Linked DNA regions of Mus musculus: regions 2, 3, 4 and 5 are each linked to region 1. Evidence: chromatin contacts called from public HiChIP or PLAC-seq and promoter capture Hi-C data. All regions are on one chromosome and are shown on one strand. Each heading gives the region's core, a stretch centred on a gene start, on an enhancer-like site or on the middle of the called end of the contact. The rest is flanking DNA. Distances are from core to core; before and after follow the strand shown.

Region 1 (6,096 bases), core at 1,765-4,264:
CTATGCTCAACTGGAGATCAGGCTGTCTGTGTACAGCCCACTGCCCCACAGGAAGATCCATTTTTAATCTGGGCCACACCTTTTTCTGGCAGTCTACAAAAAGGACATGGAAGAAGGAAGTTTTTGCTCTTTGTCTGCCTTCTCTCTTTGACGAGTTCATTCCTTCCCTGCCATTAGAGTCTACATCCCTGGGATTCCAGCAGGTACTAAAGACAGCTAAGACAGCAAGCTTCACAGACTGATAACTACTGGGTTTCTGAGCCTTCTGTCGGTAGACAGCCATTGTTGGACTAACTGGACAATATTCTGTAAGCCACTCAAATAAATCCAATGTATTTATATAAATATATATATATACATTTGCATGAATATATGTACATAGATATAAATAGATATATATTTATTTATATAGTAGTGCTATTAGTTCTATTCCTCTAGAGAACCCTGACTAATAGAGTGCTGTATGCATAGGTTGCTTATTGGAAAACACTGAAGTGGGTGGAGTTTCTGATTTACCCCTATCCCTCCCCACTGCTACTTGCTCTAGGAACCCTGACTGTTATCAAATCTGTTTACCTGGAAGTGGCCAGGGTAGTGGGGAACTGGGCAAGGTTAGCACTCATTCAATCACAGATCATATAGCAACGGGACTGGGAGATGGTTCAGTAGGCAATGTGCTTGCTGTGTAAGTCTGAGGATTGATGTTAGGATCTCCAGAACCCATGTTGAAATTCAACAACATGCTGGGCGGTGGTGGCGCACGCCTTTAATTCCCAGCACTTGGGAGGCAGAGGCAGGTGGATTTCTGAGTTCGAGGCCAGCCTGGTCTACAGAGTGAGTTCCAGGACAGCCAGGGCTACACAGAGACACCCTGTCTCAAGAAAACAGCAACAAAAAATCCCCCCCAAAACCAAAATTCACCAACACAACAAAATAATAGGTATGTTGCACCCCCCCCTCGTGTGTGTGAGTGTGTGTGTGAGTGTGTGTGTGTGAGTGTGTGTGTGAGTGTGTGTGTGTGTATGTGTGTGTGTGTGTGTGTGTGTGTGTGTGTGTGTGTGTGTGTGTGTCTGTACATGTATATGGATGCCAAAGGTCAACCTTAGGTGGTTGGTTTTCCTCTGGGGCTGTCAATCATTCTCGATTTCTATTTTTAAAGAATGATATTAACTTATTTGTGTGTGTGTGCAGACATGGAAGCCACTGCATGAGTGGTGGAGTGTGGAGGTCACAGGACAACCTGCAGGAGTTTCTTTCTGAACTATTGTAATGAAAGACAGATGAACATATACACACTTCACAGTGAGTTCTCACCTCCACTTCATGAGACTCGGAGATTAAATTCAGTCATGGAGGCAAGAGCCTTTATTCATGGACCCATCTTGGGTCTTAAGCTTGCCGATGAGGCTAGGCTGGCTAGCCAGCCGGCCCCAGAGATCTGACTGTTTCTACCTCTAGCCTGGGATTACAAGTGCACACCACAGCACCTGCCATTTTTGACCTCGGCATTCAACTCAGGACCACATGCTTGTATGGCAAGCTCTGTAGCTATAGAACTACAGTAGCTACAATCTCTTCCCAGACCCAAGAGATTCTGATTTCTCAAAATGAATTATGGGTAAGATTTTAAGACTCTAGACCCCACATGGAGAAGTTTGATGTTCATTTACAAAGGTGTAATGGTACCAAAATGTCAGTTCAGAAAATGAAACAGAACCAGTGACCGATTGTGTCAATCAAAAAATAGTCTTCCCTGGGTATCTGAGAGATTGCTTCCAAGACACACTTGAACACTAAGCCTTCACAAGCTCCAGTTTCTCGTGTGGAGTGGTGTGGAGCCTGTCTGGGCACAGCCTCCAGGAAATGACACATTCAACACTAGATTACTTATATATACCGGATCCTGTACACATCCATTGGGAAGAGTTATACCTTCTGTTTAGGAAGGAATGGGAAGAAGAGAAAACTCTGTCCGTCAGAAGGCCTCAAGAGCTTGTCACCTTGCTTCTAACACTAACCAACCAGTGGTCTAGTGCCACAGAATAACTTCAGTGACAACATGGCGTCATGGCTAATCTTTGTTGCCAACAAACTTGTAGGTATGTCTGTGAGGGTGTTTCAGTGAGGTTCAGTGAAAGAATACCAACCCTGAAGGTCAGTGGCAGCATTCGGAAGGCTGACTAGAGAGAGGAAAGTGAGCCGAGCACCAGCAATCATCTCTTTGTCCTTTCTGACTGCAGGAACAGTGGCAGCTCATACCCGTGTCACCATGCTTGCCTGCCAGGATAGACACCATTCTTTGACACTATGTCAAACCAGTCCTTTCTTCCTTAAGTTGATTCTTGGCAAGAAAAATAACTACTACAACAAAGTGAAATTTTCAAGTGTTTGGCCCTCTGGGGCCACATGAGATCTTCCTTGAAAAAGAAAGGTTTTATTAAGCCAATAGGTGCTATATGTGAGCTTCGGTGAAAAGATCAAGCAGAATTTCTGGGATATCATAATATTCAGAATTATTGATCTGAGACAAGAGTGGATAAGGTGAATCCTATGACAAGGGGGAAAGAAACAGGAAGTAAAGAAATATTTACATGTAAAATCAACTTTAATACACAGCAACCAAAACCTAGCAAGATAGGAAGTTGGGAGCTATCGGAGAGGTTCCTGTATATCTCTGGGAGCCACAGCCCAGTGGGGACCAGGAGATCACACTGTGGGAATAAATGAGTGGGAAGGGTTTGGACCAGTAGTCCAGTCTGTGTCTAGGAACTTCTCAGTTCTTCCTTCTCAGGATGAATCCATCAACCTAAGACCTACATGTGACGTCACATGCAAGTGTAAGTTCCTCTTGCCTCCCCAGTTGTTAAATAATGTTTCTTTTAAAGCTTCTACTCTTCCTAAATTACCCTGAAACCGCTCTCCAACAACAGCGACAACCAAGAGAACACAGCTGAGATGTCAGGGGTATTTGCATTTTTGGTTTGTTATGATGGTCTGGATTGTGCTATCCAAACGTCACTGAGGCTGCCGTTGGCGCTGCTGCAGGTGGGGGCTGACATCTGAAAGCACACATGTGCTAAGAAGTGTGTTGACGGAGGAAGGGGGTCGACAGCTGGCCAAACTTCTACCGAATTATTTAAAATGTTTGATGTGTGTTTTACAAGCCTGCAGCTCACCTTCTAAGGCACTGCTTGGAATGTTTTTGTAATCTTGTTTATGGGTGAGAAGAAAACAAGTAAATGAAGCAGGGAGAAATGAGACCTAATATTTAATTAATGCACAGTGGCACTGTAGGTGGAAGAGAGAATGTTGAACAACAACAAAAGCTTTTACACACACACACACACACACACACGCACACCATGGGAAGCAGTCTTGACTGGTTAAAATAAGAACCTATTTTAATTTTTATTTAATTTAAATTTTATGTGCATTGGTGATTTGACTGCATGCATGTCTGTGTGAGGGGTGTTGGGCCCACTGGGACAGGAGTTACAGACATCAGTGAGCTGCCATGTGAGTGCTGGGAATTGAACCCAGGTCCTCTAGAAGAGCAGTGCCATTGCTGAGCCATCTCTCCAACCCAGAGAACTTGACTATTTTTAATGTAATGTCACAGATATGTCTTTATTCAAATAAACTGAATATCCATCCTATCTTGTCACAGGTGTGCATATGAAGTCTACTTTAAGGACAGAGGTAGTTTGGGCTCAGTAAACTCAAGTGTCTCCCTCTTGCCTTCTGTGAGACACGTGCTCTTACATAGCTCAGTTGCATTAGCCCTGTGAACATGGTGGAATCGCCTGGGGTCCCACCCCACGTCAGTTACTATAGTTTCACCAGGTGGCCATGAGACCTAGAAATGGGAATTTTTGAAAGATTCTTAGGTGACTACCCAGAGCACGTAAATCTGGGAATTGCAGTTCCAGGATCAACACTCCTGATGTCTCATAGTAGGTCCCCACGTTGTCCAGTGTCCCTGGGTCATCACACAGTTTCTCTCCACACTGAACCTTTCTGTTCTCTGTAGTCCATCTCCACCCGAATCAGTACCAGTCAAAACCACGGACTCTCACCCCTGCTTACTCTCAGGACGACAAGCTGGCACCTGTGTGCTTACAGACTAGCAGATATATCTAATCTGGAAAGGTTTCTTAAAAAAATTCAAAAGTGGAGAGACTTCACATTAAAAAGAATCTGCTTCTTTGAAAAAAAAAATTAATAGTTTGTCACCAGAAGGTTGATGGCTTTACCTCATTTGATGGACACTTGCTCCCAACATCCAGTTGAGGCCTTAAGTCCTATGTCACCTGATACCCTTCCTTGCAGGTCACACACCCAGAAACGATTTCATCCCACAGTTGTTTTCTGCATCCTTGCCTATAGACACATCCCTTTTCTTTAGCATACTTGTATTGTCATACAAAGAACTGATTATTATACAGATACATATTCTAAGTATTCAGCAGCCTCTGGTGACTAATATCAGTTGTTGTTTTGATGAAACTCAGAGTCACCTGGGAGATGGGCCTCTGGGAAGCCTGTGGGAGATTTCTTGATTGGGTTAATTGAAGTGGAACGATCCACCCACCGTGGGTGGCACCATCTCCTAGGCTAGAATCCAGGACTGTATAGCAGAGGAAGTGATCAGAGCACAGACATTCATTGTTTTTTGTTTTGTTTTGTTCTTTTTTTTCCTTTCCTGACTTAGATACAGTGTGACTAGCTGCCTCAAGCTGCTACCACCTTGAGTTCCCTACCATGACAGAGTACCCCTCAAACTGTGTAACAAAATATCCACCTCCCCTTCATTAGGTTGCTTTGTCAGGGTATTTTATCCTAGCAACATGAAAAGTAACTAAAACCCTCTCATAGCAAATGTCGGTCACCAGAATGTTCTACCAAGCTGTTGAGAGGTTAATCATGAGGTCTGTCTCCTGTAGTCTGGAGAGATGGATGCCATTCAGGTCGCCATGGTCCTCACCCACCCTTCTTTGCTCTGTTCTATTACCTGTAACATTTGAATCTGAAAAGTCAGTCTTCCACATGCTTTGGGATTTCTTCTTAGCTTTGTTTGTTTGTTTTTAAAGACAAGGTTTCTCTGTGTAGCCTTGGCTGTCCTGGAACTCACTCTGTAGACCAGGCTGGCCTCGAACTCAGAAATCCACCTGCCTCTGCCTCCCAAGTGCTGGGATTAAAGGCGTGCGCCACCATTGCCTGGCTCTTCTTAGCTTTTTTTGTTTTGAAAAACATCACCGAAACAAAGCCCATGGGAAGATTAAGAGAAAAACAGACAGACAGACAGACAGACAGACAGACAGACAGACAGAAGTTGGCAACAGCTGGGATATCTCCAGGAAAATGATTAAGAATAAGGAGATAATAAACCTGGAAAGAGGATTATGTGTGTGTATGTGCATGTGTGCACACATATGTGACTAACTTCTACAGTTTATTTTCCTTTAGTGGCAATAGCTGTATGTGGCTATTGGCTGCCACATCAGAATTATTAGTCCTGATTATCACAGAGCAGAAATGATTATGGGGTCAGTGTGATTTGATGTTCTGATTTTATTTTTAAATTAAAAAAATGGGAATATTGAGTGTAGTGAAATCCCTTTTGTTCATTTAAAATGTTGGCTCTACTTCTAAAATGCTGCAAAATCCAAACAATACTGGGAAACTTTTGGTGGGATAAACTGTGACTTGCGACCATCTGCGGCTGCCTTCTACCATGGATTCAAGGGCAGCCGAGGGCTAGCCTGGCCTAACTCATCTATTTCATGAAAGCACTGATGTTGGTGAGAATCAGAGGGTACAGTTGCCCTGAAGGGTATGTCAGTTTATTTGCACCAATGAGAGATGGTTGGTTAAATGTTTGTCCCGGCAAAGTGTATGTACATCCTGCCCCACGCTGTCCTGTTCTGTCTCATTATCCTATGGAAGTGCACAGCAGCTGGAGTTCAGCCTGAACCTTCCGGAAAGGAGAAAGAGTACACACATACCAAGGCACAGCCAGGGAACAGCCAGAGGCCCGGAGCTGTTTGCCCATTCTTTATGACAGCCACTAAATCATATGACTATTTAAATACCATT
Region 2 (6,096 bases), core at 1,531-4,030, 1.8 Mb after region 1:
CCTAAACATATGTTATTCTATCTGCCTCTCATCTATTGGTAAGTTGTAAGTGAGACCCTGCTGAAGACAAGTGATTCTCGAGAGGTAGGCATTCTTTTCCCTGACACTTATGAGGCTAGGCCTTTCCCCCCTCTAAGTGCTTTGCTCCACATTCACGGAAAGCCTCATAGACTGGACCTCACTCCCCTCACGTGGATCTTCTAGCGAGACACCAGCAGGGAACAGAAGCCTCCTCATCTCGGTGAGCACCAAGCTAAAGCCTAAGTACTCATCAGTGCCCAGCCCCTCTAAAGATGCAGAAATACTACAACCATATGGTGAGAAATCAAACAAGCTTCGAAAAGTGTTTGTGGAGAATTAAACAAGCGTCACTGTGTCAAAAACAAAAGATTTTGAAAGAAAGAGTGGAACTTGGGGTTGCTGTCTAGTCCTTGTATTTACAAAGGAGACGAGTCTGATGGAGGACATTTGCCCAGGCTGACTCACTCAGTGGGAAGTGCAGCGACGACTTGACCCGCACCCTGTCAGGAGACATCTAGGATAGGTTAAGGTTAGCAGGGGGCCTTCCTAGAGGTGGTACGTTGGATTTTTGGCATGGTGCGCAATGGGTGAGCTTTATGGTAAGGCCAAAGAGATGTCATCTTAGGATTGCTTCTTACAACTGATATGCCTTTCCTGTCATTATGCAACTAACAGTCCCTGGGCATTAGCCCACCCTATTGATCAGATTTCCTTCAGATCAGCATAAAGATGAATGTTCATGAATTAATGCTGTTTAGATGAATTAATAATGATTCTATAGAATTCCCGATTTGATTCAAATAATTTTAGGAAGTTTTAAGAGATGGTCTTAGTTGCTTTGCTAGAAAGTTGTAATAAGGTTACAGTCAAGAATAGAATGTGCCCACTCCTCAGAATAGTAAGAAAAGGCTGCATAATAAGAAATACAATGAGCTTTTAATAATTATACTAAAAAGAGAAATAGACTTGGGACAAATTTGTGTTCAAGGAAAAACATTTAGGCCCAAGGATACAACCACAGATATGAACTATGATAAGCCAGGGCCATGTAAAAGCTTTGAACTTGTAACAAGCATATAGAATGAAACACTCCTTTGAGCTAAAATATCAACATCTTTTTGTAACTTCAAATTTGTGTAACATTTTATCTCTGAGGTAATTTTCTAAAGAAATTTTTGTCTGAGAAGGTATAAAAAAGCCAGAGGAAAGAAATTAAGTTGTTAGTTGGATAGTTTGGCTTGGGGGGGGGGGGGCTCTGCCCATCCATCCATCTATCTATCCAGATGTATATGTCTGTTTGTCTATATGTATGTTCGTAGGAGTATGTGTGTATGTAAGCATGCATGAATGCTTGTGGAGTGTATGAGACAGGTGATTGGGCCCAACAAAAATGTGAATGTGTTAACGTGCAAATAAGAATGTGAATGAAAGTGTAAATATATGTGTGAATGTATATGTGTCTGCGCATATTTGCCTGTATAAAGCATCTTAATTCTTTCGCTTCCCTTCCTCTCTGGTTCACAGAGTTAACCAGCCTAGTCAGAGGGGCTTCTGGCTGCCTGGACTGAGAAGGGTGTGACATCAATATACCATTACCTAAATCACCCTGCCGTTAGCAGCAAGTGTCAGCAGATCCAGTAGCTTCTGGCCTCGGAGTAACTTGCAGTCAAGATAGACCTAGGTTATTTTAGAAAGCAACCCTACTCTCAAAAGACCAAGTCTTGCCCCAGCCAATGCTCTTGGCCCTTGGCTGCCTCAGAGAGGACTTAGCCATGGGCTAAGCTCCCAGCACCACCCAGTGCTCCTGTCACACTGTAGTATTAACACACACTCGCTTGCTTTTGTTGTTATTGCTGTGCACGAAGATGTCATTAGACGCCTCCAGCTGAGCCGACACACTCTAGCGGGATCCCTGGTCTGCAGGCAGAAACTCTGTGTTCCACACCCCCAGTCTCCTGAGATGTTTTACCACAAAGAGGGTTGTTCCTTCCAACTTTAGAATGTCACTTTAATGGAAGTAGGACCCCATGGCCTCAGGGCAGTGATGACCATTGAGATAAGCAGAGTTCAAGTCGTGAAAATCTTACATAGGACCTCCCTTCACAGTCTAAGAACCACTTCTTTTGTAAAACAGGGAAGTTGAGCTAGGTTTCCCCTTACGTCTTAATAAGCCATAGTTAATATTTTACTGTCCTACAGACTGTAGATGCCACATATACTTCATGTTTACATAAACTTCAAGTCCTATCCACAACATTCACCACATAAGAAATGTATGAACGTTAAACCTACAGATTTTAGAATTGAAATAGCCAAATCTAACTGACACTGGAGTCTCAGAACTCTCCACATTTCTTCCGATCTCTAACTCTACTTGGTGGCTTCCAAAACACACTGTACCTGCATCCCAGGTGTTCAAGTTTATCTCAGGAATCAGCTCAGTCCAAACACAGAACAAAGTAAATAAACAAAATAAATAAACAAAATAAACAAAGCACAACGTAAGCCTTCTCATACCCCGTGGCGGTCCTCAAAGTAGGCCAGGCTGGCTTTCGTTAAGACAAAGAAACGAACTTTAAAATTCGAGGGAGAAGTCCTTCTCTTCTGTTGGGACTTCTTGATCAGCTGTTCTTCCAGGAGGATGAAGTTGTTCATGGTCCAGTTCTGAAAAGTGATGCGCCTTGGGCATCACCCCGCAGTGCGACTGAAGGAGAGGAGCAGCGGAGACTGAGACAGGATGCAGTTGATCTTTAGAGAGTCGTTCAAAGGCAACTTGCCTCTAACCTTATCTTTTCTATCAGCATCAGCCAGCCTCACCGCTGAGCTCCCTCCTCTGATGTCAAAGGCCATGACCACATCCTTTCAAAATTCACCAAGCTGGGAGGCACATGCGTACCCTTAGCTATATGGTTTGAAAAAGAAGTTTGAAGAAACCTAGAATTATAAGAGGAGTTCACTTATAATTCTTCTAGCTCCTGGTTTAGCCTTGACAACAGTTAAGTCATGTAAACAAGGGACTAAGAACAGGGATCCAGGGGTCAATGGAGCTCAGCTTGTATGTAAGTTTCCCATTGCTATTATCATGGACTGCCTGCCACAGGCTTAGTGGCTCAAAGCGCCATAGAGCCACAAGGCTCAAAGCGCCTTACAATTCTCTAGTTTAGAAGTCTGAAATGTGTCTGGTTGAGTGACAGTCATGGTGACTGTGGGACTGTGCGCCTTTCTTGCAGATCTCTAGGGGACACTGCCTCTGCGACCATCCTCCCTACTGAGGGACACTCTGGTGGCCTCTGTCTTGACTCTTTTACTCCATCTTCAAACCCCCAAACTGCAGGTCGAGCCCTGCTTGCTCTGTATTGCCAAAATCTCTTCCTCCTACCTCTGCTCCATTTAAGGATCCTGAGAACCACACTGGGCCCTTCTCACAGTGGTCGTCTAGGGCAGGCTCCCTATTTTAAGGTCAGCAGATGGGCGCTATAACTCCATTTGGAATGTAAATTCCCCTTTATCACCCAACAACACACAGTCACAGGTTATAGGGATTAGGGCATGCAGAGATCTGCACAGGGCTGTTTATTCTACCTATCGGTTTGAATTCCATCTCTACTACCTACCACTGTCCAGTGGCTTGGAATATCAGTTCCTTCATCTATGAAAGGAAGCAACAGGGGTCTTGTATGAGGCACTGCAGGGGCCCCTTTGGACACCGTTGGTGTGCCTGGCTTCCTTCTGTGTATGCTACTTCAAAAATGCAGTGTCCTGTGTCTGAACACTCTCTCTTGTCTCTTTCTTTTCCAGTGAGCGCCTATGAGATACTGCCAGCCTCGCCGACCTGCAACGTTCTCTGGGAAGCCTTTCAGACTTTCCCACATGGAATCCTCTCTCCTATTTTCCTCTGCCATAAGGACTCTAATGAGGAGGCAGGACACACAGACAGACAGCAAGCTACCTCCTTGTAAGGGCTCTTTGGGAACTAAAGCTTATCTGCCCTGTGGACAATTCACAGGGTCTGACCTTTGAGTCAGGATAATGTTATGGTGTAGAACTTATGTGACCAGGAAGTTAATAGCCAAGAAGTCCCGGGGCAGGCAGAGGCAGCTCATCAGAGAAGAACAGAGGACGAGACAAAGGGAGGGAGGCAGTACAACTTTCCTGTGTAGTTTTAGATGTAATTGCTAATTGCAGCCTCCTTTCACATCATACATTGGATGCTGCTGAATAATGAAGGCAAAAAGAGGCGGGGAGGGAAGAGGAAGAGAGGAAAGGGAAGGGGAGGGGAGGGGAGAGAAGGGATAAGCTGAGATTTTAAGACAGAAAAATATGTACAAAAGAGGTAGACTTTTTTTTTTTTTTTTTTTTTTTTTTTTTTTTGGTTTTTCGAGACAAGGTTTCTCTGTATAGCCCTGGCTGTCCTGGAACTCACTTTGTAGACCAGGCTGGCCTCAAACTCAGAAATCTACCTGCCTCTGCCTCCCGAGTGCTGGGATTAAAGGCGTGAGCCACCACGCCCGGCCAGAGGTAGACTTTTTAAACTACAGTTTGTAGCAAAAAATACTAATTTCCTTCTCTTTCCTTTCTCTAGGGTAACTGATTGCCTGAAGATTATCTGGACATCTGGGCAGCCTGCCTAAAGACGACATCGTTTTTAGCTTTTTCTGTAACTTGGTATAGCCATACAACTCTTTTCTGAACAAGAGAATATGGCAGAAATGGAAGCATCCTGGCGGGATGTGGTGCTGTGCATCTGTAATCTCAGCTCTCAGGAGGCCGTCTCAAGAAAAGCAGGGGGGTCCTTAAAGGGCATCTCCTGATCTCCTCCCTTTCCTACTACTGACTAGGGTGTCAACTTGATGGTTGGAGCTGGAAGAACTATTTTATACTACATACTGTGGAGGTTACACGTGAGAGCAATGGATCCCCGATAGGAGGAGTCTGAGGCTGTGATGACCACAGATCTGGTCACTCACGCTAGCAGTGGAGTGCCTCTTCACACTTCCTCTCAGACGAGAGGCTCAGAAGCAGAGGATCATCTCTTTTAACATAAAAAGAAACACACCATTAATATTTTCTCGGGCCCTGTTATTTTAGTTTCTGTTACTGGTAGCATACCCAACTCTAATATCATGTAGTCTCATATACTATCTTCTCAACTATAATGTAAATTACTTTGGAAAGGGTAGGTTTATACCAGATTGATTCAGGTGCAATGATTGACAGACTTTATATGGTACTTTCACCAGGGAAAGCAGAATATGAGGTACCACTGTCCTTCATTTGCAAAGTCTCCATATAGTACAATAAGCAATAATTTCATTTTCTACAACATAGAGCACTGCAAACTACTTACAGGGACTATTCTATGTCCACTCTTAAATGTAATGTTAGAACTTCCAATATTTTCTCTGTCATAGTAAGACCAAGAATCTCCTTATTTTTATTTTGGTTTTAAAAGTTTAGTTTACAGGAGACAAATTCCAAAAGCTCATACTGGCACCTGTAACCAGCACGAGGCTACATGGTGATACCCAGCCTGAATGAAAAGCAAACACTAATGCAGAGGAAGCTGGGGAGACGCCACAGTGGTTAAGAACACTTGCTTTATAACACGAGGACTGTAGTTCAGGTCCTAGCATCCACAGAACAAGCCAGGAATAGTCTCCTGCATGGCAGCTCTTTGAAGGGTAGAGACAGGTAGATAGAGTCCTAGAGCTAGACGGCTGCCAGCTTAGACGAGAAACAGAGAGAGGCCTTGCAGCCACTGAAGAACACAGAGGATGATAGAAGACACCTGAAGCTTTCATCTGGCCTGTGCATGGGTACACCTGTACATGTGGCCATACACCACACACATACACATATACCACACGCAGAGGAAAAAAACAATAAAAGATCAATAACTAAAATCCCAACAATACAAGAGAACTCTGATTAGCCAAGGATAGAACAGTTTTAAGCATCAAAAAAAAAAAAGTGTGATGAGTTAGTTGAAAAGAAAACTGAAAACAGCCCATCCCAGTGACAACTTTCAGAGGGCGGTGAATAGCCAACTTAATATTCTGGAGACTGAAAACAAAA
Region 3 (6,096 bases), core at 1,201-3,700, 1.7 Mb after region 1:
TACGTAAATATTTCACCCTGTAAGGTACAGGATATCGTCAATGTTTTTCAGTTTGTCTACAGTTTGGTTTTTTATTTGTCAAAGCTGAAAACGCATTTCAGAAGTAGATACTACAGAGTAACAAATGCAAAAAACCAAAACAAAACAAGAAACAACAACAAACAAAAAAGCATGTTTAGAGCCATTTTGGAAATTGTTGGAAATTCTGTCATAATCTCAAGCCAAAATTCATTTCACCCCCCCCCCCAAATGCAGTAACTCAGACAGCAATTTTAACAATCGAACATTCCAGCACAATGCAACTGGATGGAGTATGAATTTGTTACATGCTGAGGAACAACAGAAGAAAATGTTGAAAGTGTTTGTTTTCTGTAATTATACCTTGTTGCTTTTTACTTGGCCAAAGTAAACTCACTACAATTGGAGCTGAAGAGATGGCTCAGTGGTTAAGAGCACTGGCTGTTCTTCCAGAAGACCCAGGTTCGATTCCCAGCACCCATTCAGAAGCTCACAACTGTCTATAACTCCAATTCTAGGGGATCTTACACTCTGTGAGCGTTGTATGCATGTAGTGCACAGACATGCATGTCAGCAAAACACCCAGTTACATACAATTAAATACAAGGAGCAGGTAACGGTGCCTGCTGACAAGTCTGGTGACTGGAGCTCAGTCTCTGAGACCCACACAGTAAAAAAGAACTGACTCCTGCCACTTGTCCTCTGACCTCCACAAACTTGCTATAGCACATGCTCATATGTGTGTGTGTGCGCGCACACACACAGCCCATAAATAAATAGTAAGTGGATAAAATATAATAAAACTAAAACTTTGTAAATGGATATTCATAGCAACATTCAACACAACTGTCCAGAAGTCCAGGAACTCTGAATATCCTTCAACTGACCCATCAATAAAACTGGTACCACTGTAAACATGATAGTATTCAGCAGTCCAGATACATACAATGATCCTAAATGCATGCATGAACCTTGAAAACACCATGCTAAGGACAAAAAGATTCACAGTGTATGAATCCATTTATACAGTGGGTCTAGAAGAGCTATGGAGACACAAACGGACTTGTGGTTGCCTAGGGTTGGGTGTGGGTTTGGAGGAAATCGGTGTATGAGGTCTCTCTCCAGACATGTGCTAAAATATTCTGTGACTGTGGTTGCACAGGTTTGTTACTTACTACAAATTATGGAACTGTATGGTTTAAATAGTAGTTGCCAGGTTATCCAACTATGTCTTAACAAAGCTGCCCCCCCCCCCAATTAGTATTTTTAGGAACCAATGGGTATAACATAAAAAAGTTGGGTACAGAGAGAGCCAGAGATGAAGCAGGAGACAGTGGGAGGGATAAACAGAGTGACAGCCAAACCCCTCCCTGTCGCATGGAAAACCCCTAAATCGGCTGTCCAGCCTCTCCCTTGCCTGGTTGTTGTCTCTCTGCGACACAGTCTCATTGCTCTAGAGCTGACAGAGATCTCTTGGTGTTGGAATGACAGGTGCGCATGCCCACCTCCACGCCCACCTCCACGCCCACCGCACAGTTCTCATCTCACACTGTGCTTCTGCTGCAGCTCCACTCTGCAGGAAAGACGTCCAGATGATAGGAAACTGCTGGGGCAGGGGCAAGATAGACTTTGAAGTTCAAAATGAACGACAAGAAAAAAAGAGTAGCTATCCTACAGAGTTCTCTTCCCAGTGACGCAAAAACCAGGCCCAGACATGACTCTTGCACGCAGTGACTTGTCTGGTTAAGGACTAACACAGCAATCTGGGAAGACAGAGTTTGATGCAGCAACTGACATTTAACTTGACATGAATTAAAAAAAAAATCTAAACTTTCCAATGGAACAAAACACGAAACAAGAAAAGAAAGAGAACATCACTTTTGGCTTGCTTTTATCAGTGACAAACCTTAATAATATAGATGTTTTACGTTAAAACAGAGATCTCAGGAGATTAGGAAAGGGGGTCGGGGAACAGGGTGTGATTTATGGCAACAGGATGATCAATTTGGAAAAGACTTAAGCCTAGAGCAGCGGTCTGAGCACATCAGAGACTAAGATGCAGCTACTCGAAGAACCAGCCCCTAAGGGAAGCCCCGCTCTGCAAGGCTGTCCTGCACCACGGAGACTTTTAATACTTTATTTTTTTTCAAAAGCATATGCATGTATTGCTTTGAGCAGAATTTTAAATTTGACTCTGAAATATTAACAGCCCACAGAACAGTTGAGACACCTGGCAGTACACAGCCCCTGCTGGCTAAGCAGGGCCTCATGGCCTATCCCCTGGGAGCAGAGGCCCTGCCACCTGCCACCTGCAGCAGCTCTCTTCTCAGGGAACCTGAGGGTGGAGCAGAGAAGCCCAAGACAGCCTCCCCTTGAGCTCCTGCAGAAAGCCTATCCAGCCTGCTTGTTTTTCTACAAGGACGCAGCGAAACAGACCTTGGAGCAAAGGGCCTTGCCATTTCATTGGCTGCTTTTCTCAGTTGCTTCCTGTGTTGGTGGGTAGAGGAAGGCATTTTGGTGACAACCAAAAAGTCAGCAGATGCCACAAGCTCAGGGCCACAGTCCCCAGTCATTTATGCAGGGGAGGTCATCTAGCCACAGCACCCACCTAATTTTGCCCTGAGTAGGGATCACAGCAGAATGCCACACGAGGAACCCCAATGGGACTTGTATGTAAAGAGGGGAGTGAGCTAAAGGAACCATCTGCTGAGGAAAACAAGAAGGGACTTTCAGGCTTGGTCTCTAGGTTGGAGGATGCAGAACTTGCCTCCATCACTGGGGACCTGAAACCTGAACACGGCTCCGAGACTGACTTAGGCTCCCAAAGCACTCACTGTGAACTGTGGAGATTGAGCTCTGGGGGCTGGGGGTGGGGTGGGAGGGGGGCAGCTCAGTACGCACAGTGCTTAGTGTGCAAGCATTCAGAACTGAGTCGGATCGCCAGGACCCATATTTTAAACGGTAAAAGTTGGGCGTGGTGATGCTTGCTTGCAATGCTAGTGCCAGAGAGGCGAGGACACGTGAATTCTTGGGGCTCACTAGTCAGCCTCACTAGTGAATGATATCCATGGTTGCACGGTCGACCCACAGCCTCCATTTGCACACACACACACACACACACACACACACACACACACACACAAGAAAATATAGGAAAGCTAGAGTGCCGGTAGCCTCCACCGTGATGTCAGAGGCTGTGTGGTAGGATTTGTTGCAACTCACAGTTCAAGCACTGAGGTCTGCAAACATGCTGCATTTTGTAAAGCAGGAGGAGAGGTTTCAAAGTGTCCCCACCATATCACATCTAACGTGTTTGTCCTTTCTGCAGAGCGTGGAAAGGTTGATGCGGTCACATCAATCATGTGACTACTGTACAGCATGTAGGTTTAGAAAAAGAAAAGAAAAGAAAAAAGAAAATGACTGTACTTGGTCTTTTCTCCCTGGGCCTTTCTAACCCGTGGGCAAATGATTCTGGTGCTAGGTGGGACATTTGTCTCCATATAAGGAGCATGCTTAAAGCTACACTTCCTCAGCTTGGACCATCTGCCCACGGTGGCCAGAGTATACAGGGTCACCAGTCTCTTCAAGGACATCCTGGCTGTGTGTGCCTTTGCTCAAACCACAGCCACAGCTTTGTGGCTTGTTTCCTCCTCTTCTCAAGTCCTACCCTGTGTCCAGACCCAGGCCTTGATCGACCTATTCTGAATGTAAGGAAAACGTTGCTCATGTAGGCAATGGAATGGGTTTTTAGCCATAAAGCTAAAATCATTTTGTGTGCAGAAAAATGGACGCGACTGGAGCTCATCAAATCCAGAGAATTAAGACAGTCTCAGATAAGGCAAATGTTACACGTCTTCTCTCATTCATGGGACCTAGATTTTATACAGATGCATAAAATCTCCTATGAACAGATCGGGAGGAAAGGAGAAGCAAAAGTGTCTAGAGGAAGGGACTAATGTGGTGGGGGGAGGAAGAGAAAGGTGATGGGCGAGGTGGGGTAGGGGATGGGGGTGGGGAATGCTTGAAGTAAGCTACACGCTCGTATGGAAATGGCCCTGTAGAAGCCAGTCTTCTAGAATAACAAGAATAAACAGGTCAGCCCCTCTCACAGCAGCTATACTCTCCCACACTCCCACAGAACTCATGGTGTGGAACTCTCAAGTCTCTCATCCTGTCACTAACCGCTTCATACACTTACAGACTCTCTGGGTTACCACCGATGCCAGGAATAGACTTCTTTTCTGGGTCTGACTCCTCCAACTAGCACAGGGGGAGGGGCACTGGGCACGGCATATTCGTCAATGTTTAATGATGTATTGACTATATGAGCCAATGACCCAAATTCATGTCTCCTGTTGTTTTTTTGTTGTTAAGAATTTGAAACAATATCATGGTCCCTCGAGGCACCACATCTTCAGAAGCCTTCCTTGTCTACTCTTCCAAGAAGCTAAGGAAACCTCTGTAGATGATTCTCTCATGCTTTAGTCCCTATTGCCTACTATATCATGTCTCCTTCCCACATGGAGCTGTAACAGATTTGGACACTGAGGGGAGACTTTTAGATTGTAATTATTACCTCACGATTCCCACACTGCTGGAGTCGATCATAAAGCATCACATTTTAAAGGCACACACGGAAGTATGCCTCAGTACTGAGATAATGAGTTTCTGAGATGAGGGTCTGCCCTGTATACTCTTTGAGTTTATGGGCTGTCTTAGGGTTTTACTGCTGTGAACAGACACCATGACCAAGGCAACTCTTATAAGGACAACATTTAATTGGGGCTGGCTTACAGGTTCACAGGTTCAGTCCATTATCCTCAAGGCAGGAACATGGCAGCATCCAGGCAGGCATGGTGCAGGAGGAGCTGAGAGTTCTACATCTTCATTTGAAGGCTGCTAGCGGAGTACTTGCTTCCAGGCAACTAGGATGAGGGTCTTAAAGCCCACACCCACAGTGACACACCTACTCCAACAGGGCCACACCTTCTAATAGTGCCACTCCCTGAGCCAAGCAGATATAAACCATCGCACAGGCCTTTGGGGAAAGCTGGGCAATTCTCTCAGTCAGCCTTAGCTTGTTTCTTAATTCCCCCTCCCCCCCAGAGGGACCTGGTCCAAACTTTGGAGTTTCCTAAGGTCGCCTCATCAGTCCATCACCTTTACTTTCTGTAGAAAGCCTCACATCCTGTCACAGTTCATCGTAACTGTCAACATAACAGGATGTAAACTCTGAAAGTGACTCCAGGAAGGTTTGACTAAGGAGGGAACGTCTACCCTCGGCACCGAGTGAGTGGCACCTCCCCATGGGCTTCATCACAGAATAAATAGAAAGAAATATTGATGATGATGATGGTGGTGACGATTAATAAATAACAAGCTGAGTACCAACATTCATCGTTCTCCAACTCCTGACTCAGCATACAGTGTGACCAGCTGCTTCATGCTCCTGCCGTCATGATGGCCTGTACCCCTTTCAACTGCAAACCAAAAGAAATCCTTTCTTCCTTAAGTTGCTCTTTATCGTGTGCATTTTTGTGAGATTTCCAGCCCTCCTAGGGATTGGAGTCTGAGAATTTCTACTGTGAGAAGACTGGCTGCTGAGGTCAGCACCCAATCAAAATGTGCCACCCCCAATGAGGTCATCACTGGGCCTCTTCCTTTTGGGAGGTTCTATTTGCTTTCCTCTGTCATCATACTGCTTCTGAGATGACACGAGGCTTTCAAAGTGCCACCCAGGCAGCATGAGCCCTTCAAGAAAGTCCGCTGCAGTCAGCTCTGTCCCCTGAAACCATTTCTCTCAAGAATCTGCACTTGATTCATTTCTCCTCTGTTGCCAGGGCCTAAAAAGTACTGCTTCAGTGGATGTCTTCTGTGGCAAATCACACGCACAGTTTACAATGGCCATAGCTCCAAGGCTACCGCCCGAACTTTTGCATCCTGGCAGATAACCTTCACACCCTGAGTGGATCCTGATATGTTTTTACACACATAAGGACATTACAGAACCTGTGAGCCACAAAGTGCCTTTCGGTTTCTTTTTGGCTCCAAGGCACAGAGAAGCCACAGAACCAACTC
Region 4 (6,096 bases), core at 1,477-3,976, 1.2 Mb after region 1:
AGGCCAGAGGCCCGACTCTGTGGGTTCAACAGTAGATCAGGCTCGGTTAGTCACCACCACTCAGCTGACCAAATAATAACCCGCCCCAGTGAAGCAAGCAAAGACTGTGTTCAGGGCAGTCACACTTGGGAGGAACAGAGAGTTCCCTGCTGCAGTCTTCTGCGAGCTGATAAGAAGCCAGGCTTCTGAACAGAGGAACAGCTTCTGTACAGAGGTCAGGTAAGCATGCACACAGTCAAGCAGTCTTTCAAACTGTGGGCTGGTCCATCCTTATCTCAGCATGCGGCTACTGCCTGGGGACAGTTTCCTCCGTGTCACAAGATGTGTACTGATGAGACCTGTTTTTCCTGGAATCCAAGAGAACTACAGGGAAGAATGACTCAGAGAAGGGACAAGTCAGACCAGCAAGACCAGCAAGAAGTCAGACCGGCAAGATGGAGTCAGTTAGGCCTTCAGATTAAGGTAATTTATTCTTCAGATTAAGGTAATTTAAGACTGGCAACTTCTAGGTACCATTCAGGTAATCTGGAAAAAGGCTTAAACACTAAAGGTTGATAATTTACTGAGTCAGCCTTCGGGTGGATTTGGGGGGAGAGGCATTGCCACTTTTACATCAAACACACCCTAGTGAAGTGTCAAGAAGGACTCTAACCCAAAGTTCAAGTCAGCCAAGGGCACAGATGCAAAATAAAGACAGAATAGCCTAGATTTTAGTTACCCATTAGACACCTACGGGACTAAATAAAGAGTCAGCACTTTTTGGCAAAAGCAGCCTAAGTCCCTGTTTCAGTCCAATTAAACTGTTTGCAGAGTGGAGTGTAATAGATTGTTGGGAATATTCCCTTTGTTATTATTATTTGTTTGTTTCTGGTTTACTAGGACAGGGCTTCTCTGTGTAGCCCTGGCTGTCCTGGACCATGCTCTGTAGCTCAGGCTGACTTTGAACTCAGAGATGGACCTGCCTCTGTCTCCTAAGTGCTAGGATTAAAGGTGGGCATCACCACTGGCCCAGCTGCAAGCTTCCTTCTTGAACTTTCCCCTAAGCATGCTCCACTTCTCTAAACAGACAGAAAACAAATATGAAGGACTGTGGATGGAAAGGGTCATCACACCACCACGCTGCTTTGAACAGCCAATTATTAATCTTCACCAGCACTCACCGGCCACAACCAGCCCAAACTCTACCCTTCCTTCCAACCTCCTATCTGATTACAAAGCCTTTCAGCCTCCCACTCTGCCCATGGTCACTTGGTTCTGTTTGTTCCTGGACAGCCCCTGGGGATATGCCACCTGTTATCAGCAAGCATCTCTTTATGGAGGTACAATGTGCTTCTGACAATCACAGGATGGAGTTTTTTTCCTTATTACTGTGCCAGCCCCTGGCTACCATAGCCACTACCCAGAAATATCTGCTAACCAACTGGCAAGGTGAGGACCTTGTGTTAAGTTCTGGGCCTGACTTTTTGTGGAGATCTTGGAGGAGCAGAGTGTCTCCGATGCCTAGCTGGCTCGGTCCTTCATCATTTGTGGAAGGACAGTGCTTGCATAGACATCATCCTGAGTTGCCTTGCCTGGTTTTGGTTTGTGACTAAGTCTCACTTCATCTTCTTATACTTTAAGTAGTTCTACTTCCTCTTGTGCCCAAGGCCAATAATGCTCATTGGTAAGTACCATGAGGACTGACTGAGGGACATAGTTGAATTGGAAAGTACACGAGGACTTGAATAGCCAAGAGTGGGGCAAAATCACAAGCATGAAGTGGTTAATAATATGAGATCACTGGTGCATGCAAATTTTTATCTAGAAGAACCATTAAGAAACATGGGGGTGGGGGGGAATTTGCACACACTTCATCCCAGTAGACTGCCTGAGCCTGTAGAGTCCATCCAGCTGAATTTATACTTATAAAAATTGTTTGCTGTTTCCTTAGTTAAATTCTATTTTAACTAGACAGTCTCTATTTGTATTTGCTAAATTGGCAACCTCACCCCTAAGGGACATGTGACAATATCTGGGCAGATATTTCACTATTGAAAATACTAACTGGTATCTAGTAAATAAAGGCCAGGGACACACAGGGCAGAGTCAGCCCACAGTAATCTGGCCCCAAATATTAATAATGCCACCATCAAGGGAGCCTGATCTAAGTGAGAGATTAGTACTGATGTATCTAACCCAAGCATTCAGGAAAGTAGGGCAGGGAGTGGGGCAAGGACATAGTTCAGTGCTAAGGTACTTGGTTTACATGTGTGAGGTCCTGGGTTCTAACCTCAGCAGTGCAAACACACAATACCCCAATTAGATCATAAAATAAACTCATTATATTGAAGGTGGGTGTGGTGGTAACACATGCCTGTACTCTCAACACTTGTGTGGCTGGAAAGAAGAGCCTAGAGTCTGAAACATTAAAATGAACATCCAAAGAAGATGTTCAGAGTGAAGGAAGTCTTTCCCCACCCTGGGGATCGCAGGAGAAACAAAGCATGCTCCAGACCACTATGCTGGAAGACTGGAAACCCTTCCAAACCTGGACTTCTTCCCATGAAGAAAGCGTGCTGGAGAAAAGCATAGAAATGCCGTGTAATCGGCTCTGCACCTCGCCCTGCTGTGGCTTGTTCTCTCCACTCACAAGCCCACTTCTGTTCTGGGCAGTGGTTTCCCTTCCTTAATAAACTATATTTCTGTCTCTAACCACGTGTCCTCGGCCCAATCATTCTGGTGCCCTAGACCACAAGAGCCCGAAATAAGATGGCCTCTAAACTTGGATCTGCAGCCCTGCGCCAAGTGTGTTTCTTCTTTTATCTCTGTCGATGCTGGCCAAAAGCCTGGGTGAGCTTGCTTGCCCTCGAGCTCGGTGCAAGACTACTTCTCTGAAGCCCCCACCCCACCCCCCCATCTACCATGCAGTTTTATACAGCCCTCCCTCCATCGCTGATCACCCAGCTGTCTCGGACCCTAACTCAAAAAGGTATGACTTTCTCTGCTCCCCTCTCTCTCCTTCCTCTCAGTAGCTGCTTGACATTTACCCTTGACTACTCAGCCACTTTTCTCCGGATCTCTAACTGTCCTCTAACTCCCTTCTGAGTCTGTTTTTAAATCTTTGTATGAGTGAGACTGAGAACTTGAAAGGAACCCAAATTCCCTTCACATTGGGGGGGCGGGGGGGGTGGAGGAAGGAAGATCAGCAACTGCGGGTCATCCTTGACTACAGAGCAAGCTGAGGCCAGCCTGTGCTACATTAGATCTCGCTTCAAAAATAAATAAATAAATAAAAGGAGAGGGGGGAGGGTAAAAGCTGAAGTTGGGGAGAAAGAACAGCAGTGAGGGTGCAGAAAGGTTTGAAGAGAGCCTGGGCTATATAGCAAAACACTGTGTCCTAGAAAGACAATGTCACTCACTGCAAAGTATCCAGTATCCAGTTAGGTGTGTAAGGTAGCAATAGGACACTTGTCCCAACCCCTACTGACAAAAACGCAGTGCCATTAAAATACCACAGTAGGATAGCATCCCCTTAAACACCTATAAGTCTCTTAACCACTCCACTCCCATCTCCTTTGAAAAGGTGTTTGTGAAGTTTATTGTGAATCTCTAAGCTACTAAAAACTAGAACTTTTCGGGGGAGGGAGAATTTGGGGGAGGGCATTCTTTTGTACTTGTTATTTGTTTTTGCAGTGTGGGGGTGGAACACGGGGGGGGGGGGGGGGAGGGCTTGCCCATGCAGCACTAAACTGCCCCATTGCCCTCTTTGAAATGGGTATTTTATCGTGGAGAAACACACAAAATCCTCACTGCATTTGGTAGAGGGAACTCAAATATTACTGGATATTCCAGGCTCTCACTGAGCCCTACAAGGAATGAAAACAACTGCTAAACGAAACCAGTGCACTTCCAGCAAAGCCACCTTCCCCTTTCCAACTCTCTGAAGAGGTCCATTGCAAAGGGTGTGTTTCTGCGTGTGTGTGTGTGTGTGTGTGTGTGTGTGTCTCTGTCTGTCTGTCTGTCTGTGACTGTGTGTCTGTGTCTGTGTGTGTTTTCCAGAGAAGATCAAAAGTTTTCACAGCTGATTAGCATCCAGAAAGCAACAGCCTGCTTTAACCTTGAGATGCAAATAGTCAAAGATTGTCAAGGGATCTAAAGGGCTGGCAAATTTGATGGAAGATCAAATTCCCGACATTTCTAGGGCAATTAATTTCACATGCAAAGTCACCAGAATGGGCTGCCCACTCTCCACCTGCAGTAAAGCCCTGATAAGACTGGGGAGGTTTACAGACTTTGGACTAATTGGCCTGCACCCACCCAGACGAGTTCATTATCCTTATCCCCAGTTCTTAGAACAGAGAACGTGAACGGGGATTTTTTTTTTTTTTTTTTTTTGCTCTACCTCTAAAGGACCCTCCTCTTAAATATCTCTCCACTTCAGATCACTATACTTAGACTCCAGGTACCACGGGTAGGTATTGTGCTGCTAACTATTCACAGGACTGGAAAGAAAAGGTCTACACTGAAGTCAAGTCTTTTTGCAGGCTTCTCTTAACAGTCTACCTGAAACGGGAATCTTAGCCTCAGAAAGGCTTAATGGCTCAGCACTATTATTTGACCGTTACAGAAACCAGGGAGGAAGTGGCTGTCAGTTCCAGCCCAGGACTTTGGAGCATGAAGTAAATGGATTTTGAAAGCTCTGATTGCTAAGCTTCTTTCCTCGTGCCTATACTGACTTCTTCCGACGTGCAATGCTGACTTCTCCAGATGTGCAATGCTACCTGTGATGGACAAGTTCCAGCCACGTGGCCAAGGGCATGGGGTGACTCAAAAGTAGTTCATTGTCAGGATACATTTTTCTACTCAGCTATCTGGTTCTATGTGCCACTACCATGGCTCTCTAAAGGACCGCCCATCAGCAGCCTCTGGGGCCCTTGGATGACTAGAGGTCTTCTGTAGGGAGGTTCTGCATGCCTGACAGGTATACAATCACCCTGGATGCTACTCTCAGGGGCATTTCCACTCTCTTACACTGATGAGACTGTACCATATTAGAGATGGCAGCCTGCTCTCTCAGATTAGCCAGAGGACACTTGTGAAGACCTCGCCTAAGGGAATATGGCCAATAGGAGATGCTTGTGGCTGGTGGGATCACAGCCCAACAGCACAGATTGCTACTGGCACCTCTACCGTTTTGGGGTTCTTCTCATGTTTCGTGAGGAAAGTGATGTCTCGGGAGATGGAGACTAGAGAGGTGGACAATGAAATTCACAACTAAAAAAGCCATCTGGCTAAAAGCCTGCAAACCCTTCCCTACCTGGGCTACATGCTTGGGACAAAAGGAAAAAAAAAAAAAAAGCTTGTAATGTGAAATGTGGCACAGAGGAGCAGATTCTATGTAAATGACCTATGGGAAGGGTCATGAGTGTCCCTGGGCCAGTGATTTGGGGCCTGTTAGCTCACTACAATTCTCAGGAATGCTTTCGTCTTGTTAATACACCATCTCTATGTCTGTTTCTAGCTTGGTATCCCAGGGTGTCTACCTGGGATTCTTTTTCAAGACACAGAAAAGTCTGGATGTCCTCCAAACTCCCAGCTCTGTCCTCAGTAACAACAGGACAGATCAGGTTCTGTAAGGGGTGCGCGGTGCCCGATAAGCTTCCTGGAGTGCAACATTCAGGTGTGGCCATTAAGAACAAGGCTCTTATCTCTGTCACTGTGCTAACTTGGTGACCTTCTAGAAAGTTATTTTTTAACTGTAGTTTCCTCGTGGATCTGTGTGAGATAATATGTTTTGAGCTGGAGTGGGCAATAAATGAACCACTAATGTGTGGTGCGCCCCAAGTCAGTGCGAGCTTGAGGAGAGCCGGTAGCAGTGTGAGCCAGACTTCTCCTTTGCTTCCACTCCACGACATTCACAAACATGAGCAGCAGAACAACAAAGCCCCATGATGTCTCACTCTCTTGCTGGCCCTTTTTTTCTATTTCTAAAACCATAACCTTGGCCTACTGCCTCCTGTCCCACTTTCATTTTTGATTGTTATTAAATTTCTTATTTTGGGCGTATGGATGTTTTTGTCTGTGCACCATCAGTGTGCCATGCCGCAGAGGCCGCAA
Region 5 (6,096 bases), core at 2,535-5,034, 1.0 Mb before region 1:
CCTTTTCTGTCTCACCAGTCACTTTTGAAGGGGAAGAAAGAGCCAGGCTCTAGCCCAGGCTGGCCTTGAACTCACTACATAGCCAAACTTCTGAGTCTCCGGTCTCTACCTCTTGAGTGCTGGGGTGAAATGTGTGTGCCTCCACCTGGTTTATGTGATTAAACACGGCGTTTTGTGTAAGTGAGGCAAGTACTCTAACTCAGCTTTGTCTTCATCAGCCACTTCAGAAGATTTCTTTATTTTTATGTATGTGTGTGTGTGTGTGTGTGTGTGTGTGTGTGTGTGTGTGTAAGTGCTCAAGGAAGACAGAAGAGCTGGAGTTACCGAGAGTTGTGAGCTGCCTCACAAGAATTCTGAGAATTGAAGGCCAGTTGCTAGTACTCTTAACCACCAAGCCATCTCTCTGGTGTCCCATTCCCATAAGTCCCTTTTGAAGGAAACGAGCTAATGGCCATCCTTAGCAACAGAATGGGACCAGGAAGAGCTTGTATCACATGAAAGGGGGTGACAGGAGGAGGTCGAGAGAAAGTTTATTGCGGAGTTAACAGTCAATAGTAACAGGGTGGAAATACTAGACTCGCTGTCTCTAAGTGAAATTGGAATGGGCAGAGTTTTCTTTTCTTTTCACTTTATACGTGGTTAAATTTGAAGGTAGCTAGAATGTTTTTGCCTCAAACTTCTGTTTCCTTAAACTGCCAGCGCTTGGGGCAGAGGGTGGAAGAGCAGTCATTGGTCCTAATAAGCACTTAGTAAGAATTTACTTTTTTGAATGATCAAAACCTCTTCGCCGGACTGGACTGGGAGAAGTAAGCCTCGATACACTCTCTCCCAGCTGCCAGCACAGGAAATCGCCACTGCTGAGGGCACCTGCGGGCAGCCACCAGCCTCTAAAAGCATCAGTTTATTGGTGCAATGTGTTTTTGTTCTTCAGAGATAGCAGGAAAATGAGGGAGCCCCGAGGATACACAAAAGAGGGCTGGGTGAGTGTGTTTAGACTCCTCTTAAAACAGCTCCTAGAGAAAAGCCCAAAGTGTGTGTTTCTCCTTCTGTTATCGGCTTCCTTGATAAACTCATAGCTGATGTTTAGGGAAGGGGAGACAATAAACTAGTGAAGGATCAAGGCATTTCCTTTTTCCATATAGCCAGAATAGGGAGATTATTGCAAAAGAAATAATGGTTTTTTTCCCTTTAAATTAGCAAAACACAAACAATACTGTAAGGCGTTCATTGCTCAAGACGGGCCTCCCCAGCAAATGTAGCACTTGGGTACTGAAAATAACATTCACCACCCCCCCTTTTTTTTCTAGTTATGAAAGCAATATATGTTTGTTGTAGGAGATTTAGAAAACACGGGTCTACTGGCAGGGGGTAAATTAAAGATTTCCAGGACTGAAGATGAAACTGGGAGGCAAAGAATGCTTGCCTGGGATGTGCCAGTCCCTAGGTTCAATAGCTGGCACCAACTCCTTCCGTTCCCTCCCTCCCTCCCTCCCTCCCTCTCTCCCTCCCTCCCTCTCTCCCTCCCTCCCTCTCTCCCTCCCTCCTTCCCCTTCCCTTCCTTTTCCTTGCTCCCCCCATAATTATCACTCTGATTATAGTCAATGCTTTTATGGTTATTTTTCAATTTCTTTTGTGTGTGAATAAAGATGCTTGGAAAGAGTAAAACCCTCTTCTCATCTCCTGCTTACTTACAATATTGTGACTGCTACCCTACCCCCAACTCATTACATATTCATTCCTCTCAAAAAACGTCATAAGAAGATCATCCTTATCCAATTCCACTGCCCACGTGGTGTGTGTGTGTGTGTGTGTGTGTGTGTGTGTGTGTGTGTGTGGCCACTGCCCACGTGGTGATGTGTGTGTGTGGGGGGGGGCGGTCCGAGTTTTCTTTTTTGAGATGAGGTCTCATTGTGCAAGCCTTGGCTGGCCTAGAACTCACTATGGATACCAACCTGACCTCAAACTCTAGGAGGTGGAGTAGTTGGATGCAATGATACTTTGAAACTTGTTGATTTATGTTGTTTTTCAGAAAGATGGCATTTGCATTCCCAAGAAGGTTGTATATTTACCCACCTTAGGAGTCCCTTGGCAGTAGGGGAGAGATGATGACTGAGAACAAACTATGAGGACACATAGGTGCGAAATGCCACAAAGGAACCCATTACCTTGTATGCCAACCGAAAACATTAACAAACACTAAAAACATCTTTGATAAAGATCTGCTCCAGCTTTTAAAATTGTAGTTTGTATCTGTTTGTTATCTGTTTGTATCTATGTATCTGTTTGTGTATCTGTGTATCTACTTGTGTATCTGTTTGTATCTGTTTGTTAGTGAATAGGGCATGAGATTTTTTTTTCTTTGATGGCCTGCCTGTCCATGCTTTGCATCTGATTCTTCATGAAGGTCTTAGGTCACATTGATCTAAAGATATGCATACATGATTGCATATATATCACATTTGTTTAATCTCAGGTATTTTTTAAATTTTTATGAGGGCTCATAAATGCTAAAACTTCTTTTCAGTACAAGTTCATCAAAGCTAAAAAAAAAAACATAGAAAAACAAAACAAAACAAAACAAAAAACCCTCAGCCTAGACAGGGTTCAAACTTCTGTGTAACTCAGGCTGCCCTTGAACTCCTAACCCTTAAGCTACAGACAGCCTTCTGAGTGCTAATGTCGCAGGTATGCAGTACTATAGTAGCCTTTCAAAACTAAATTGTATTTTTAACCCGTAAAATTTTACTTGCGGCTTGATGATGGTGGCACACACCTTTAGTCCCAGCTCACAGGACTCTGTAGTCCTACAAGACCTCCCTCAGATCGCCAAGTTCAAGGCCAGCCTGGTCTACAGAGCAAGTCCCAGGACAGCTGGGGCTACACAGAAAAACCATGTCTCAAACCACAACAAATATCTATCTTGTAGAAAACTAGGCAGAAACTAAAGTCTTTTTCGTGTAATTATTTATTGACTGGTGACTTTCTAACGGGCCTAGTGGTAATCCTCTTTCGTGTCCTTTCTCATTTAATCATAATGTATCCCCAGCAGATTATTGTAGTTTGTATCCCTCTATTACCTAAAGCCAAGCTCTAAGTGGTTAAGACACTGGGTGAACAAAAACACCCAGGTAGTTGGTGGACTTGATTTTAAGTTAGTGGGATCACCAAAGGGCTCACAAAAATCAGCACAGCAGGATGTTATGCCATTATACTGCAGGCTCCAGAAAATGCCTTTCTGAAAACAAGTAAATTAAAAGGGCTTTCTATCCCGCAACCTGCCACAAGGACTGTTTCCCTGCAATGCTCAGCATGGATGCACGCTTAAGAGTACAATAAGATACTCACTGAGCCCTCTTTATAAAGAGGAACTCGTGCGTATCCAAGGGTGTCTTCTCTGGGGCTCCTGTGGGAATTGTTTGAAAATCTACCTCCCCATCGCAGGGCAGGCTGAAAAAGAAAGAAAGACAGGTGGAAGCGTCTGCAGGTTGGCAGGAGCAGCGCATGCGGAAGTCAGAACTTTCTGGGGGCGTCCTGGCCGCTGGATCCACGCGCGGCACACGCAGGTGGCGCCGCGTCCCCCGCGCTCCAGGATCAAGGGGGCAGGGTCACTGGGGATCGCCCCCAGAGTCCCAGGGAAGGTGAAGCCTAGCTTTCTGCCCGGGCGAGGGAGGAGGGTGGGCAGGAAGCGCAGCTCAGCGCCGGGGAAAGAAAGACTGCCATTCCCAGCCCCCCGCCCCGCGGGGCGCGGGGTGCTGGCGGCGCATGCGCGAGGCCCGGCCCCCAATTCCCCGAGCGAGGGAGGGAGGCCCCCGGCGGCCCGAACTGCGAGCCGCGGCGGGACCGAGCGCACGCAGGGGCGCGCCGGTGGCCGGGCGGGACGGGCTGCAGAGGCAGCGGTCGCGAGCACGCGAGGCCAGGGACCGGGCGGCCATCGGAGGGCACTACGTACCCGGTGCGGGAAGGGACCCACCACCCGCGGCCCCCCACGCCGGGACAGCGATGCGTGAGTCTGGCCCCGGCTCGAGGGCAGGATGTGCGAGCAGGACAAAGGCTAGGCGGCGGGGGAGGAGTTGGGGACTCTGAGCCAGTGACCCAGCCAGCCCTGGGAGAGCTACTACAGCCCGCAACTTTGCAACTTTTGCAGAGGGGCACATTGGATATTCTGCAAGTTGTTGCACACAGTTCCAGATAGCCCCAGGTTGGGCGGGCGGAGGGAGGGGAGCGGGGACACTGCTGGCTCTTCAGGACAGCGGGCGACAGCCAGCTCCACGGTGCAGGGCAGGAGGGGGCGCCCGTCCCGGACTGGGACAGGGACCGAGGAGGATCAGGGTCACTGAGGGCAGGGTGAAGGAAGAGTCTCCGATCGCTGAAGCTCCTGGTGTCCTCGCAGGGTGCGCCCCGAGATCCCGGTAGCTTCATAACTGCGGCGGTGATGGATGAGCCGTGGTGGGAAGGGCGCGTCGCCTCGGACGTACACTGCACTCTGCGCGAGAAGGTCAGTTCCTCCCCGCCCTTGTCACTCGCAAGGACTGGGTATTTAAAGTCACTTTCGGTCTCCTGTGGGTGTCTTCAGGATGCCCCGCATGGGAACTCAGCACTCTTGGTGCCCTTTTATTTGTGCGCCTGCTCTTTTACCTTCATGGGGAGTGTGGTCTTCTTCCAGGCAAAGGACCTGGAGATCCAAGAACTTGAAGTCGGTTTTTCACCAGCCACCTAAATGAAGAATAGTTCGTATCCCATTGGATTTCCTCCCGAGGTTACTTTACATGGTACAAGAATGGATTAAAAAAAAAATACTGTGTATCCATTACAGTGTGTAATTCAAAGACACATAATACCACCTACTATACATAATGCTGATTTTCCCTATCATTGTAATGATGTTGTAGCAATTTCTTTTAAAATATAATTACTAGACTAGTGCATAGCTCAGTGGTAAAGCAGATGCCTAAATAAATCTATGCAAACGTAGTAAAGTTACAGTTCGGTGTAAAGAAATATTAGGTAGATGGTGGGAATTCATTGTTAAGGCAGGAACTGAATGAAATTTAAAAGTCTGGCCTGGGGGCAGTCCTAGCACTGTGGAGACAGCAGAAGGATCTCCACAAGTTCAAGGTCAACTGAAGCGTCAGGAGGAGCTCCAGGAAGCACAGGGCTACACAGTGGGACACTTTGTCTCAAAACGAGAGAAAGAAAAGACACACTAGCCTTAACCGAAAGAGGTTGCAGACTAGAAAGCTAAGGGAGAAAACACAAACTCCCCTGCCAGTTGGCCTCCTGTGGTAGAAGGTGGGCTGGCTGAAACTTGATCCCCCTCTCAGTTCACCTCCTGTTGCTGAGGCTGCTGTTGGCCACTGGGAAACTGGGAAAACCCAGAGGACTGAATGAAGGCTTTGCCTCTTTCTTCCTGTACCTGGGCTGGGAAGGATTGTTTGGAGACTTGGTGTGAATGGAAGCAGAGCTACTGTAACAAAGTACTAGAGGCTGGTGGGCATCCGATTTCAGGATGTTGGAAGGATACAGAAGATCCGTTTGCTTTTGAGACAGGGTCTTGTTATGGAGCCCAGGCTAGCTGTATAGGTACTGTATAGTCCAAGCAGTCCTTAAATTCATGGTTCAATTGCCTCAGCTCTCTGAATGCTCTTAACTTACTGCCTCTGTGTCATCTCCTGTCTGAGAGTCTGTGTCTGTTTCCTCGTAGGAGCCCACCCTACCCGAGTAGGGTGTAACTGTACTTTAACTGGTACATCTGAAAGGATATGACTTTCAAGTAAGGTCACATTCTCAGGTTCTAGACGGACATGAATTTAGGGGAGAGGTAGTCTCGACTGGTTTGTCAGGCCAGTGTAGGTCAGAAGTTGTCTTATTGGGGCCCGTAGATCTCTGTAGAACTGGGCTCCCACTTTCAGCAAAACATACTCAGTGTCTGTGGCAGACCTGTTATAGAGTCTCCAGATTCAGGTGAGGTGAGAGAGGGGGACTTGACTCATTAGGGAGTGAATCTCTTCTAGTCACACAAATGCTTTATTTTATTTATTTATTTTTTCCTCTTTTCCTCTACCTGCTGACATGTCTCTGGCATTGCTTTCCCGTGTT

Evidence for each region. Promoter capture Hi-C pulls out the DNA fragments that hold promoters and counts their contacts. HiChIP or PLAC-seq counts read pairs in DNA pulled down with a chosen protein or histone mark.
Region 2: a contact with region 1 is called in an H3K27ac HiChIP or PLAC-seq map of double positive thymocytes, with 5 times the contacts expected there. The contact joins the promoter of Itk here to the enhancer-like site in region 1. A contact is called at or near these places in 5 of 39 promoter capture datasets (cranial neural crest, hippocampal neurons, liver and 2 more) and 1 of 115 datasets of contacts at active chromatin or transcription factors (double positive thymocytes).
Region 3: a promoter capture Hi-C map of pre-B cells shows a contact between it and region 1, with 12 times the contacts expected there. The contact joins two enhancer-like sites. A contact is called at or near these places in 7 of 39 promoter capture datasets (the 3T3-L1 cell line, the C10 cell line, cranial neural crest and 3 more) and 1 of 115 datasets of contacts at active chromatin or transcription factors (large pre-B cells).
Region 4: an H3K27ac HiChIP or PLAC-seq map of large pre-B cells shows a contact between it and region 1, with 17 times the contacts expected there. The contact joins the promoter of F630206G17Rik here to the enhancer-like site in region 1. A contact is called at or near these places in 1 of 39 promoter capture datasets (the C10 cell line) and 3 of 115 datasets of contacts at active chromatin or transcription factors (bone marrow-derived dendritic cells, kidney and large pre-B cells).
Region 5: a contact with region 1 is called in an H3K27ac HiChIP or PLAC-seq map of double positive thymocytes, with 3 times the contacts expected there. The contact joins the promoter of Ccnjl here to the enhancer-like site in region 1. A contact is called at or near these places in 5 of 39 promoter capture datasets (3T3-L1-derived adipocytes, embryonic stem cells, liver and 1 more) and 1 of 115 datasets of contacts at active chromatin or transcription factors (double positive thymocytes).

The regions. Positions count from the first base shown.
Region 1 is chr11:44,575,092-44,581,187 of GRCm38.p6, forward strand. No RefSeq gene overlaps it. Among named protein-coding and RNA genes, the nearest start is that of 4930597A21Rik, 8.2 kb to the right of the region's middle. Within about 2 kb of position 3,015, at least 18 of the 459 cell types and tissues checked have an H3K27ac peak or open chromatin away from gene starts, as enhancers often do. A contact at or near this core is called in double positive thymocytes, where this site is marked.
Region 2 is chr11:46,386,735-46,392,830 of GRCm38.p6, forward strand. Itk (IL2 inducible T cell kinase) reads right to left here and starts at 2,781. Exons shown (of 17, transcript NM_010583.3): 1 at 2,539-2,781. The coding sequence starts at 2,676.
Region 3 is chr11:46,302,756-46,308,851 of GRCm38.p6, forward strand. All of the region lies in intron 1 of Cyfip2 (cytoplasmic FMR1 interacting protein 2), which reads right to left. Among named protein-coding and RNA genes, the nearest start is that of Cyfip2, 6.6 kb to the right of the region's middle. Within about 2 kb of position 2,451, at least 71 of the 459 cell types and tissues checked have an H3K27ac peak or open chromatin away from gene starts, as enhancers often do.
Region 4 is chr11:45,805,357-45,811,452 of GRCm38.p6, forward strand. It overlaps F630206G17Rik (RIKEN cDNA F630206G17 gene), which reads left to right and starts at 2,727. Exons shown (of 4, transcript NR_045876.1): 1 at 2,727-2,968.
Region 5 is chr11:43,524,965-43,531,060 of GRCm38.p6, forward strand. Ccnjl (cyclin J-like) reads left to right here and starts at 3,785. Exons shown (of 6, transcript NM_001045530.2): 1 at 3,785-4,003; 2 at 4,391-4,495. The coding sequence starts at 4,433.